Regions from separate parts of the Mus musculus genome. Here regions 2, 3 and 4 are each linked to region 1. A link is a contact called in public ChIA-PET, HiChIP or PLAC-seq and promoter capture Hi-C data. All regions are on one chromosome and are shown on one strand. Each heading gives the region's core, a stretch centred on a gene start, on an enhancer-like site or on the middle of the called end of the contact. The rest is flanking DNA. Distances are from core to core; before and after follow the strand shown.

The links. Promoter capture Hi-C pulls out the DNA fragments that hold promoters and counts their contacts. ChIA-PET counts read pairs in DNA pulled down with a chosen protein or histone mark. HiChIP or PLAC-seq counts read pairs in DNA pulled down with a chosen protein or histone mark.
Region 2: a contact with region 1 is called in an RNA polymerase II ChIA-PET map of memory CD8 T cells, with 7 read pairs. The contact joins the promoter of Btbd11 here to the promoter of Tcp11l2 in region 1. A contact is called at or near these places in 1 of 39 promoter capture datasets (liver) and 1 of 115 datasets of contacts at active chromatin or transcription factors (memory CD8 T cells).
Region 3: an H3K4me3 HiChIP or PLAC-seq map of forebrain shows a contact between it and region 1, with 11 times the contacts expected there. The contact joins the enhancer-like site here to the promoter of Tcp11l2 in region 1. A contact is called at or near these places in 1 of 39 promoter capture datasets (hippocampal neurons), 2 of 484 Hi-C or Micro-C datasets (cortical neurons and uterus), 5 of 115 datasets of contacts at active chromatin or transcription factors (astrocytes, bone marrow-derived macrophages, embryonic forebrain and 2 more) and 1 of 9 other capture datasets (embryonic stem cells).
Region 4: a promoter capture Hi-C map of pre-B cells shows a contact between it and region 1, with 6 times the contacts expected there. The contact joins the promoter of Cry1 here to the promoter of Tcp11l2 in region 1. A contact is called at or near these places in 2 of 39 promoter capture datasets (liver and pre-B cells), 4 of 484 Hi-C or Micro-C datasets (CD4 T cells, CD8 T cells, embryonic stem cells and 1 more), 2 of 115 datasets of contacts at active chromatin or transcription factors (memory CD8 T cells and regulatory T cell precursor) and 1 of 9 other capture datasets (adipose tissue).

What each region holds. Positions count from the first base shown.
Region 1 is chr10:84,575,364-84,578,487 of GRCm38.p6, forward strand. Tcp11l2 (t-complex 11 (mouse) like 2) reads left to right here and starts at 1,584. Exons shown (of 10, transcript NM_146008.2): 1 at 1,584-1,649.
Region 2 is chr10:85,385,298-85,388,421 of GRCm38.p6, forward strand. It overlaps Btbd11 (BTB (POZ) domain containing 11), which reads left to right and starts at 1,517. Exons shown (of 17, transcript NM_028709.2): 1 at 1,517-3,124. The coding sequence starts at 2,032.
Region 3 is chr10:83,817,782-83,820,905 of GRCm38.p6, forward strand. No RefSeq gene overlaps it. Among named protein-coding and RNA genes, the nearest start is that of 1500009L16Rik, 96 kb to the left of the region's middle. Within about 2 kb of position 1,685, at least 18 of the 459 cell types and tissues checked have an H3K27ac peak or open chromatin away from gene starts, as enhancers often do. A contact at or near this core is called in forebrain, where this site is marked.
Region 4 is chr10:85,183,383-85,186,506 of GRCm38.p6, forward strand. It overlaps Cry1 (cryptochrome 1 (photolyase-like)), which reads right to left and starts at 1,672. Exons shown (of 13, transcript NM_007771.3): 1 at 932-1,672. The coding sequence starts at 1,089.

The sequences.
Region 1 (3,124 bases), core at 334-2,833:
ATTTCTTTTACCATTGAGGTGAATGTCCCTCTTTGTGGGAGAGTGTACATGCGCTATGGCTGTGTGTGCTTGTGTGTGGAGGAGTCCAGAAGACAGCACTGCATCCTTTAGAACTAGAGTGTTCTACAGTGTTTGAGAGCCGTCCAGTGTGGATGATGAGATCTGAAATTGCCTGTGGTCCTCATGATAGAGCAGCAAGGATTCTTAGCAGCCGTGGCTCCACTTTAGGTTGTGTAATTTCTAGAGTGACAGATACAAATGGATACAAATCTCTAGGTAGGTTTTCTTGTTCAGAATAACTTGCCAACTAGGTTCAGTAGCTAACAGTGAGCTTCTAAGAGTGCTTTAGTTCCATTCTTATCCCACTGAACAAGAAGATCTCTTGGGTAGGCAAATGTTAGGGACTTGGTTATAACCTCAGACCAGTCCATGCTGTACAATTGTATTTCTATCTTGCTTTAAACTATTGTCTGCTTTTGGTTTTCTTCTTTCTAGAATGATAGTAGACAATTTGCCTCCACAATCCGATATGATTTTAGTCCTAAACAGGAATATTTCAGCTTATATAAAGTTCATTTATTTTTTTTGTATGACGCTACCCACAAGTAATACCAACTTGTACCTGGCAAAATAGTGGTTCTGTTTCTTTATGCCCAGAAGCAAGCTCACGAGAAGTTATGCTTAGTAAGCCTGACCACACAAGAGCCCCTCCCAGCACTTATTTACATTAAGCCTGGTTGAAAACTCTCCCCAAGATAAGCGCCGCCAAAGAACCCTTAGAAGAAGTAAGACACTTTATCTTTGTGCACAGGCGAAGCCTTCGGAGAGCTTAGGTAGGTGTGGCTCCCAGAAACCAATCGTCCAATTCAAGGGGCAAATCAGGACCCGTGTTTACAAGAACATGTTGACACGTGTGGATGACGCGGTTGGACGCTGATGTGCGTGGGACAGCCTGTTTGGAATGTTGTTGACTCGCTTGGCCCGGTGTGTGTGGCCATTGTGAAGGTGGGCATGTAGTGTTTTTATATTACTGCCGCGAGCGGACACCAGAAGTCTGTCCGTTCGGTTGGAGTTAGTCCATTTCATCCTACCTGGTAAACTGAAAGAAACAGGATTGGGGGCGTCACCCGCTGCACTTAGGCCCCGCCCTTACACAGCCAGGCCCCGCCTCCGAACGCTTTAGGCCCTACAGCAGCCCAGGCGCTCCCGGCCGTAGGCTGCCCCAATTCCGTGTTCACTCCTCTCCCCGCCCCTGGCGGTCCGGACCGTACCACCACTGAATATAGGGAGCACACATTTCTCGTGTGCAAATGGCTTTCTGTCTGAGCCTTCTTCAGCCTTCACGATAGAAACGTGAGAAAGCTATGGTTTTTGTAGACAGACTCTTCAAGAATTTAGGGATCTTCGCCAGAACCCTGCCCTGGATTCTGGCGCCGCGGTGCTATAGTCCCCCTCCAGTTCCTTCCCGAATGGTCGCGCCCAGGGAGTACCTCTGGGCCCTTTAAATACCGCGTGGGGCTGCGGGGGGGCTCCAGAGTTGACAGACTGCTGAGTCTCCCCTTGTCTGCGACGCTGGTTGAGGGGGGATACGCAGAGCCCCGCGACCCCCGCCACCTAGCTTTCCTCGAGTCTCTACGCGGGATCCGGGGGTGCGTACCCATCCCAGGGGAGGGGCCGTGGGATCTGAGGGGACCGCGTCTCCTTATGGCAGCGGGAGGGCTCCTTGTGCCCTCCGAGTTCGGGACATTTGACCTCGGAGTCAAGGCTTGAAGTGGGGCACGGTGGCAGTGGTGGCCCAGGCTCTGCCGGGGCCGCTTGGTCGTGATGACATCCCTTTGGGTGCGTGCCAGCGACTGTGCTCAACGGCGCGAGACGCTCTGGGCTCCCCGTGCGGTCAGGTCCCCAATCCCTCGTCCCTGGAGGAGTGGGACTGAGCCGCGGTGGGGCCCGGCTGGGCCTCGGCCCTATGTTTGGGTCTTGTTGCTGGGTTTCTCGAGAGCTGGGTTCTGTCCCGGCAGTCCCCTCCCCCAAACGTTTGTTTTGACAGGAAACGTGGTGCTGCTAGAGGGAGGGGCGAGCAGAGAACGTGGGCGAGCGGGCAGGACTCCTGGGACTTCCGTTGGACTTGACTGTCCAGGAGGCCAGCTCAGGTCACATCTGGGTCAGACCCTTGCCTTCTCAGACCCTTGCTTTGCCTTGCTTTGGGTGGCGCCACAAAACATAGCAACGAGATTCGGTGGCACGTGGATGACACAGTTATGTGTTTACGTTAGTACAAGAGGAAAAACTTCCATTAAATGAGCGATTTCGCAATGTTTACTTCTAAAATGCGTTTATTAGACTGGGACTGTAGTTCTGTGGTAGAGCACTTTACAGGACTGTAGGTTCTGTCCTCCCCCAACCACAAGAAGCCCAAATCATGTGTTTAAACACAAGAATCCAGTCAACAAAGAAGGGTTTGTTAAACTACCGTTACAAGCAGAGTAGAAACACTTGAGTGGTTCCAGTGAGAATGGAACCTCCCTCTTTCATCGTTGTCTTGGTACCTTAACGGTAAAGAAACCAGGCAACTTGTCTTTGTCCTTAGTGGGCTGCTCAGCACAAGGTGGTGTTCAGCTCTCAGCTCTTAGTTAACCTACCTCCCAACTGATAATTTCAACCAGTTCTTACACTGGTTCCTGGGCTAGGAGTCCCCATCCCACCTCCACCTCCACCCCGCCCCGTCTACTCTGCCTTTTTCCTACCCCCATGGATTTCATACATTGCTCCACTTGAAGTGACCCAGGGCTGAAGGGCGCCTTACCCCCCGGGTGTGCAGCACAGGTGTTAAACTAGGCATCAGGGATGGGGGGGGGGCGGGGGCAACGCTTTCCAGGATAAAAAGTGCTTAGAAATCCTTCCCAATGCTGTAATGACACGTGGAGCACGGGCATCTGCCTTTTAGACAGTGGCTGGCTTGTTGGCTTTTGTCTAGCTCTCCGAGGCGGGCAAAGACTCGATGAGGACCAGTACTGTTCTCTCCGTGCTGTGTTTTTTGCCTTACTCTAGCCTGGTGCTAAAGCACGGTTTGATCGAGGATGGAAATTGTCTGGCATCTGCAAATTTTTTCCGTCAGAGCTCAGTC
Region 2 (3,124 bases), core at 267-2,766, 810 kb after region 1:
CAGATTAGCCATTTGTTATACATGGTGAGATTTCCTTCTTTTTGAAGTCTGAACAATATTCTCTCTTAGCGATTGCAAATAATGCTTCAATGAACAGGGAGAGGGGAGTAAATAGATCTTTTAAATAGTGGCTTTATTTCTGTTTGGTAAAGATCCAGATGTGGGATTATTGGATCACATGGTAGTTCTAATTAGTAATTTTTTGAAGATCTTCGGCATTATTTTCCATAATAGCTATATCAATTTCCCTTCTCACCAATAGAGTACACTCTTCTTTATCCTCCACACCCTTGTTGATGCTTGTAATCTTTTGACTTTCTGATAATCGCCATCCTAACAGGCATGAGCTGGCAGCTCCTTATGGTTCTGATTTGCAGTTACCCTGATGGCCAGTGATGTTGAGTGTCTTCTCACATCCCTTCAGCCACAGTTGAACGTTCAAACCAGCAGTTCAAAGCACGTCCTTCCCTTGTCGACTCATACATTTACCACAACTCCCTAGCCCAATGTGGGATCCAGACAAATAAATAGATAGTAGCAAGCCAGCGTGACAAGGGCCCAGAAATGTGAAGCCATCGAAGAGGGTGGGGTGGTGGAAACACCCAGGATAGTTTTGGGAGATCAGGGTGGGCTTCTTGTAGGAATAGGATTGTGTAAGGGAGGTAGGAATCTTTGAATGAATAAGGTTTTTCCTAAGGTAGGTAGAGATAGACAAATAGCCAAGCAATGATGCTGTTAGACACAGAAATGCAGCAGACACACACATATATTTTGTATCTTTCTTTAGCTGAAAAGAATATTCTCCTGTGCACAAATTTAAGTTTGAGCAGTCTAGAGCATTGTCCACCAGAACCACAGAGTGGCCGGAACACACACACACACACACACACACACACACACACACACACACACACACACCCTGGAACTTAAGGGTAGATTCCTGTCTGCCGAACAAACCTAGAAAGTCCTGGTGACAGGTGGTTTATGGCTAGAGATTCGCTTCCCAGTGGCAATTATCAGTCTCCCCCTCACTACTTTCCTGTTTTATTTCCTTCCATGCTGGAGCAAACCCAGGCTGAGAAGCGGCACCCGCCTGAATTAGTCAGGGTGCCTGAAGAGGGAGGAGAAACGTGCATCTTGTATGGGCTGGTGGGAGGGAAAGAGAAATCTAAAATGCCAAAGCAGAAAGTAACCCTCGGACAAACACTTTATGAACCGCAGAGTGGAACAAATAACGATATAAATGATATTTTTGTCGATAGTTCGAAAGCAGAAACTAGGGAAGCTACAGTTGCAGGATGACTGTTCTTCTCCAGGCTTCCACCTAGGCCGCGGATCCCTCCTAGCTGCAGCCCTGGTCAAGGCCTGGGGGGGCGTGTCTGAGGGGCGGGGCCGCATGGAAGGGAGGAATAAAAAAAAAAAAAAAAAACCTAAGTAATTAGCATCCCCCGATTCCATTGGCTCTTCGACGGCCCTGCTTTGCATGCGCCCGCCCTCTGACTGCTTGGTTTGCTGGGGCTCAGCAGGGTTTTGCAGCCGCCTGGCTACAGCGCTTTAGTGCGGGGCGGGAGCTCAAGAGAACCGCGGCCCGGATCCCGGAGCCGGGGGAGCCCGTAGCCCGCCGAGCTGCGGCGGCCGTATCTGGGGCGATCTAGGTCCTATCGACACTGTGGCCGGCTCTCGGAGGCTTCTGCATCCGTCTGGTCCCAGGGAGGAGAGGACCAGACACTTTTATTTTGGATGAAAGGCGCGGGTCCTGGCGGGAGCTTCCTTCCCGGCCTGGCTCGCGGCTCAGTGCGCCCTCGCTCTGGCCCCGACTCCAGAAGATGACTTCAGGTTCCGCCGTGTATCTTCCCGTGGTGACGGCTCGGGGAGACAGGCGAAAGTAGTGACACTTGCTGGCAACGCCAGGTGGGAAAGTGAGCCTAGGCGACGTGGAGCCCCGCTGTCCCCGAGGACCCCGGTGCCCACAGATCCTTGCCTTTCCTTCCCCTCGGCTCCACGGCGGCTGCAGCATGAAGTGGCGCAGCGATGGCCAGGAGAGGTAAGAAGCCTGTGGTGCGAACGCTGGAAGATCTGACGCTGGACTCGGGTTATGGTGGCGCGGCGGACTCTGTGCGCTCCTCCAACTTGTCTCTGTGCTGTTCTGACTCTCACCCGGCGTCCCCGTATGGCGGGAGCTGCTGGCCGCCTTTAGCTGACTCCATGCACAGCCGGCACAACAGCTTTGACACCGTCAACACTGCCCTGGTGGAAGACTCCGAGGGGCTGGACTGCGCCGGTCAGCACTGCTCGCGGTTGCTGCCGGACCTCGACGAGGTCCCCTGGACCCTCCAGGAACTGGAGTTGCTGCTGCTGCGCTCGCGGGATCCCCGGGCAGGCCCAGCGGTCCCCGGCAGCCTGCCCAAGGACGCGCTGGCCAAGCTCTCGATGCTGGTAAGCCGGGCTCTAGTGCGCATCGCTAAAGAGGCGCAGCGCCTGAGCCTGCGCTTCGCCAAGTGCACCAAGTACGAGATCCAGAGTGCCATGGAGATCGTACTGTCCTGGGGCCTGGCGGCTCACTGCACCGCTGCCGCGCTGGCCGCGCTGTCCCTCTATAACATGAGCAGCGCTGGCGGCGACCGCTTGGGCCGTGGCAAGTCGGCGCGCTGCGGCCTCACCTTCTCCGTGGGCCGCGTGTACCGCTGGATGGTGGACAGCCGCGTGGCGCTGCGCATCCACGAGCATGCCGCCATCTACCTGACCGCCTGTATGGAGAGTCTCTTCCGGGACATCTACTCGCGGGTGTTGGCCTCCGGGCTACCTCGTAGCTGTAGCGGTCCTGGCCCTGGCTCCAGCTCCGGTTCTGGCCCAGGCCCCGGCTCAGGCCCCGGAGCCCCTGCAGCGGATAAGGAGCGCGAGACTCCGGGAGGGGGAGCGGCGAGCGGTGGCCCTTGCAGCGCAGCCAGCAGCGCCAGCGGGGGCAGTAGTTGTTGCGCCCCGCCAGCCACGGCGGCGACCGCAGTCCCGCCAACCACAGCCACCGCCGCCGTCGCCGCCAACCATCATCACCACCACCACACGCTTCACGAAGCGCCCAAATTCACCGTGGAGACCCTGGAGCACACGGTCAACAACGACTCGG
Region 3 (3,124 bases), core at 435-2,934, 760 kb before region 1:
GATGCTCTGAGTTCTGCCTCTCCAAACCCTTGGCCCTGGCCACAGTGTGAATCTGCAAGGGGTCTTTCTACTGTCCGTGTGGTGGTGCTGGGTTCCTCTTAGATACACAGGCACAGGAATTGTGCATCAGGGAATGGAATTTCAATGAGTCCCTGGAAGTCATTCAAGCCATTATCATTCATTTTTTTTGTCTGCAGTTTATTTATGCACCCTGTGTGCAAGGATCTCCTTAGTGTAGAGCTTGCTCCAGGAAGCACAAAGCCCAAGGAAAGGGGCAGGGATTACACTTGAATGTGTGTGTGCAGTGGGGGGTGTGTAGGCCTTTGCAGAGAGGTGTGAAAAATGTTCCATGAGGGCTTGGCGTGAGAAACTGCCTTCCCCAGACTCCCTATATTGGAGCATCAATGCCAGAGACTCGTCACCATCCCAGTGACCGGTCGTTGGTCCTAGTCATCTTGGTGGAAAAGGATGTTGTGTTGAGCTGCCCTGAGCTGAGACAAGAGAACCAGAAGCTCACGGGCTGGCCTGGCAGAAACAAGAGAGAGCCTGCCTTACCAAGGTAGGAAAGGGGAACAGACTCCTGAAAACTCTCCTCTGATCTTGATTCGTGCACAGTGGCAGATGTGCATGCACACACACTCTCTCACACACATACAAGTACGAAATAATGAGAGAGAGAAAGAATTATAGATTCTCCTTGTTAAACTCCGTGGGGGTCCTTTTAGAGAGATGCAAATCCAGTATCTTTGTTTTGTGCTGCTATAACAGACAACCAGAGGCTGGACAATTTATAAAGAGCAGGTCTCTTTGGCTCAGAACTCTGGGAAAGCCAAGCACACGGTGCTTGGACAAGGCAGAGGTTTCAGATGGCGTGAGGATGTGGGGGAGAGGGACAGAGACAGGAGCTTGGGGACAGGGATGACTTAGCTTTTGATCTGAACCTATTCCTGTGATTACCAATCCACTTCTCTGCTGGAGGTATTACTGTATTCCTGAGGGCCAGGTCCCCAGGCCCTAGTCACCTCATAAAAGTCTTCTCTCTACAGTGGCACTTACATTTCAATGGTAGGGTGTGTGTGTGTGTGTGTGTGTGTGTGTGTGTGTGTGTGTGTGTGTGTGATGCAGGGGACAACACTGAGTTTTGTTCTCCAAGCGGTTTGCATTTAAAGGAAAAAAATATCTTTGTGAGGCACAGTGTCTTCACTAGCTTGGAACAGGCTAGACTGGCTGACCAGTGAGCCCAAAGATACAGCCTGGTTTGTGGCATACCCTCAGATCACAGTGTGGACCTGACATTTGCCCAGGGAGAGAAGGAAGGCAGGAAGCTGCTAGGTAGCTTTGAGAGAGCAGGAGGAAATCCCAGGGGCTGGAGGGAGTTAGGTAGGGGAGGAAGGGAGGAGGGCAGGTTGCTTGCACATGAAGTGAAGGAGTCCTGAGGTCAGCGTGTGCTTTGATATGCTGATAGGCGCCACTGCAATCCATACATCTTGGAACCTACAAAACAAAACAAAACAAAACAAAACAAAACAAAACAAAACAAAACAAAACCTCCCTTTGGGTCTAGAAAGCTTGTGCCCAGTTGCTGGCTGAGTAGCCCCAGGAGGGCAAGGCTTAAGTTTAGGTGCTGCAGAGATTCTGAGGGTGTGGCAGCTGGTTGTCAGTCAACCACACCTTCCCACAAAGCTCTCCCAGGGATATCTCTGCATCTGCATTAACACCGCGGGGCTATTGTTGGAACTGTGGATGGACCCAGAGAGGGCCGCACAGCCAAAAATGAGTCAATTCGCTTCCCCTTCCCCAGTAATTTCGGTTAGCTGGCAGATTAAATATGGAGGATACCTGTCACAGGACAACAGTGTTGGTACGGGGGATTCTGGAGAGAGGTGGCCTGTTTCTGCCAAGACAAGTTACCTAACTTTGCTGGAAGTCAGATTTATCCTCTGAAAAAACAAAAAAGGAGGATACTAACAGTTTTTCACTTCGTGGGTTGTGGGAACGAGATGAGATAATCCATCACAATGGCTATTATGCTCAAAGTGGGCTGCAGGGGGCAGCATCCTCACAGAAATGTAAGGAAACCTGGCGTTCAAAAGTACCGCACAGTGATACAGAGAGGATCAGCAGCATCACCGATATAAAGAACCTTACCGGTGGGTGGGCGCAATTAAGCAATTTCAAGAGAAAGAGCAGAAAATTTCAATCAAAAGACCCATGCGCACTTTACAGTGAGCACGAGAAAACAAGGAAGGCTTCCCTCTAGGAGCGGGACTACCGCGCTGCTGCTTTGGACATGCCTTGGTGAATCCCCGAACACAGCACAGGTTGCAACTAGAGACCAAGTGTCCTGAGAGAAACTGAGAAGGGAAAAGCTTTGGGCTTGCAGGACATGTGGGGCCGGATGCCAGTACAGTCCCTCACTAGATAGAAGACTTTAAACCGCTTGGGTCATGTCAGAGTTGGATGCTGACAACCTTTTACTCAAAAGGTCAGAGCACAGGACCAGCCAGAGACAGGCGGCCATTACTCTTCATCTCATGCCAAATGTCCTAGTGCCCCTTTTGATTTGCCCTGCTTTCCTGAAGGACACTTCCCTAGGTTCTCTGGCTTTTCCCAGAACCTTTAAAGCACCCATCACTACTCTTGAGTATGATTGGGACTCTACCTCCTGGACCCCGTAGGCATATCATTAACCATCACTAAACAAAGTCCCTACAGTTTGCCACATACTATTTTGTTTTACGCTGTTTTCAACACAACCGTTGGAACCCCCAATCTTATTCTTTAGCCCCTTTCTGCTTCTCTCTGGATTTAAAGAATTTCTCACACCACAGATGAAAACAGACCTTCTTTGTCATGGTTAACTGGCAATGCCCTGCACAGATGTGCCAGCGTGAAAGAATTTTAGGGCTGATGGATGGGTGGACTCTGATATTTTTTGTTGTTGTTGTTGTTGTTGAGAAAACATGGTGGAAGTGCCCTCTGTGTAGCTTGCTGTCTGTGGCGGCAAATGGTTCACTAGCGTGGATATCCAACCGTTTCTGAGCTACAGAGGTGAGCATGTAGAATTTCGACAGATGCAACTTGTCCAAGTTCCTCCAGAGTCTGCGCCTACTTATCTTCCCTC
Region 4 (3,124 bases), core at 422-2,921, 610 kb after region 1:
GCATCCCATGTCTTCAAATCGGCGACCACTTTCTCCACACATCCTAGCTGTGGTAACTTCCAGTGAGCTACATCCCCAGCTAATTAACATTGTTTTAAATTGTGTCCCCATCCCTATTCCTGTTTACCTCGTCTTTTCTTTGCAACACGTCTCATCTCCAAAAGGACTACATACGTATTTTTTTCTTGGACATATGCCTGAAGAGGGCAGACTTCTCGTTCACAGCTCTATCCCTCATATCCAAAGACACGGCTGGCACATAAGCTATCAATATTATCTGCTGAACTAATGCTTTCGTTTCATTCCGCCACACAATCGTCTATCCTGTTTTCCCAGGCACAGCTCACAAAATGTCCGGAGGATTTCTTCCAGTCGCAATTCCCTAGAAGGATTATACTTTGCCTCGAAAGAAAAACTGTGCTTTGTCTTGTCAACCACAAGGAGGAGTTGAGAGAGAGAGTTGGGAAACCAGCTAATTCTTTCCCTTGCTTTTCCTCCTCTAACCTCAAGGGGGAAGAAAGCTGGATCCGGAGCCCGCTATAATAAATGAATGGTTTTTCTCCACACTATGAGTTACCTAGACACACACGTCAACATTAAAGATTACAACCCTTTCGGAGGCCTAAGATATCAAGGCCATTATGATCTGGGAGTGTTTAATTCTCCTCCTAGTTATTTCTCGCAAATCAGGGAAGGCGTTCCCATCAACACAGACACATAACTTACCGGTAAAAGCTAAAGTGTTTCAGGGTCGTCAATAATCTCTACTACTAAGTCTGTACTATTTAATATTGACCACATCTACAATTCTTTAACGATGTAGGCAATTCGGTCCCTGGACTAAAACCAAATCTCAGATCTGACACTAACGCATCGACACCCGACTCGCGCACACCGCGATCGATTGATTTCCCAAGCGCTTCGGACTCACCGCCACCTGTTGATGCCCACGTTGGAAGAGCCGGCGAACCAGGGGTCGAGGATATAGACGCAGCGGATGGTGTCGGCGCCCTGGATGCACTCCTTCAGGGCGGGGTTGTCGTGGAGCCGGAGTCCCTTTCGGAACCAGTGCACGGCGTTCACCCCCATGCTCGGGGCGCGGCGGGTCACCCCGACTTCCTCTACCGAGAGCTTCAAGGGAGGGAAGCCGGGCTCATAACCGACACCTGCGCTTCCAAGAAAACCTCCTCACCCGAGGAGTGGGGAAAGGGCTGCAGAGAGGGGACGGGAGGAGGCGACGCCGAGGCGGGGCGCGGAGGTGGCGAGCGCGCAGCTGGCAGATGAATGGAGGCTGCCGAGGCGCCGGGATCCACGCGCGACGTCCTTCAGGAGCCCGCGCCCAGCGTCCGGAGGACACGCATACCTTCCAGGGCCTGAGACCCCCGGAGCGCAAGCGAGCGCGCGGGGCCCGAGCCGCCACGACGGCCCGAGCTGGTCGCAGCAGCCCCGGGAGGCTCGTCACGGAAACCTCGCCCAACCGAGGCGACCCGCGAGGAGACGGTGGCGCGCCCGAGGCGGCCTCCACGAACGGACACGAGCTCACGCGGCCTCCGCGCGACGCGGCCTGTGCGTCCCGGAGTGGGCAGCGAGCTCGGAGAGCGCGGGCTAGAGCTCCAGGCCGCGGGACGCTCGCCTGCCGGTCACCGGTCCCGAGGCTGCCCGGGTGACTCCGCCGCGTCAGCGGCCTCCGCCCCGCCCCCGGCTTCTCATTGGGCGGCATGCACCCCACGTGACCACCGGCACCTCACGTTTCTGAAGTGTGTTTACTACACTGGCTCAGACCCCCGCGTGCGCCGCCGCGCCCGGTGCTTCGGGACCGGTTGCGATCGCTGGGCGCTCACGACCTGAGTTCTCGCGTGGGATCCGGACTCGCAGCCTCTGCGGGTCTCCTGAGCCCCAGGCCGCTCGCGGGGGCCACAGGCCGCGAGAAGGGGGAGGAGGCATAGTTCTGCTCCCGGGGCCGGGAGCCGCCTCCATTGGCCGAGGCTCGCGGGGACCCGGATGAGCACGGGGCTGCGGGGAGCTCGCGGGCGCGCGCTCTGCCGGGCACGGCGCGCGTGCGCTGCGCTCTCGCGGTGGAAGAGAAGAGGCTAGGACGCGGGAGCGCGCCCAGGGCTCTTCCTATGGGTTGTGTGGAAGGTCTGAAGCCAGTTCCGTGTGCCCTGAGAGTTATTGCTGGGCTGGGTGAGAGGCAACCGAGGCACAGTCCTGCCTCTCACCCAGCTTCAATCAGGTGTTAATCGGAGTCCCCTGCTCTGAAAGGAGCAGAAATCACGCCGTTAGCCTTTTTTACTGTTTGGGGCGGGCACCTTTGCCCAAGCTCTGGAGAAGACAGGTCCGATCTCAGATATTCAGCATTTCATAATACTGTAGATACATCGTCAATTTATCAACTCTAATCTATTACATGAAGTGTAGTTTAGAAGGTATTTTGATTAGGTTTTTGGGCTTTTTGCTTTGCTTTTTTTTTTTTTTTTTTTTTTTTTCTTCAACTGAAGTTAAATGGGAAGAGGAACCTTAATTGTAGTAAAGACTTCCATCAGGTTGCCTGTAGGGAAGTCTGGGCACTTTCTTGATTAATGAGTGATGTGGAAGGACCCGACCAGTGTGTGTGGCGCCACCATTAGGCTGGTAGCCCTAGGCGGGTTGTATATGGAAGCAGGCTGAGGAAGCCACAGGGAACCAAAACGGCTTTCCTCCATGGCTTCTGCTTCAGCCCTCTATCTCCAGGTTTCTGCTTTGAATTTCTGCCCTGACTTCTCCCCACGATGGATTATTAACTGTAAACGGCAACAAACCCCTTCCTTCCTGGCCAAGTTGCTTTTGCTCATGATGTTTTATCAAAGCAATTGAAGTCTAATGAGAACACAGGGCCACATGTGCATCTTTACCAGACTTCCTAGCCATAACCTACAGGCCATGCCTTAGACATACAATGCCCTTTTTGTTGAGACGGGGTCTCGCGGAGCCCTGGCTTACCTTGAACCTGCTGTGTAACTGAAGATGGCTCTTGGTTTTGCTCTTATCCCTGAGTCCTAGCATCACCTATGTGCATATATTCATCCAGGGTTATTTATGTATTTATTTATGGAGACAGTATATCATTAAGCATCTAGGCTGCCCT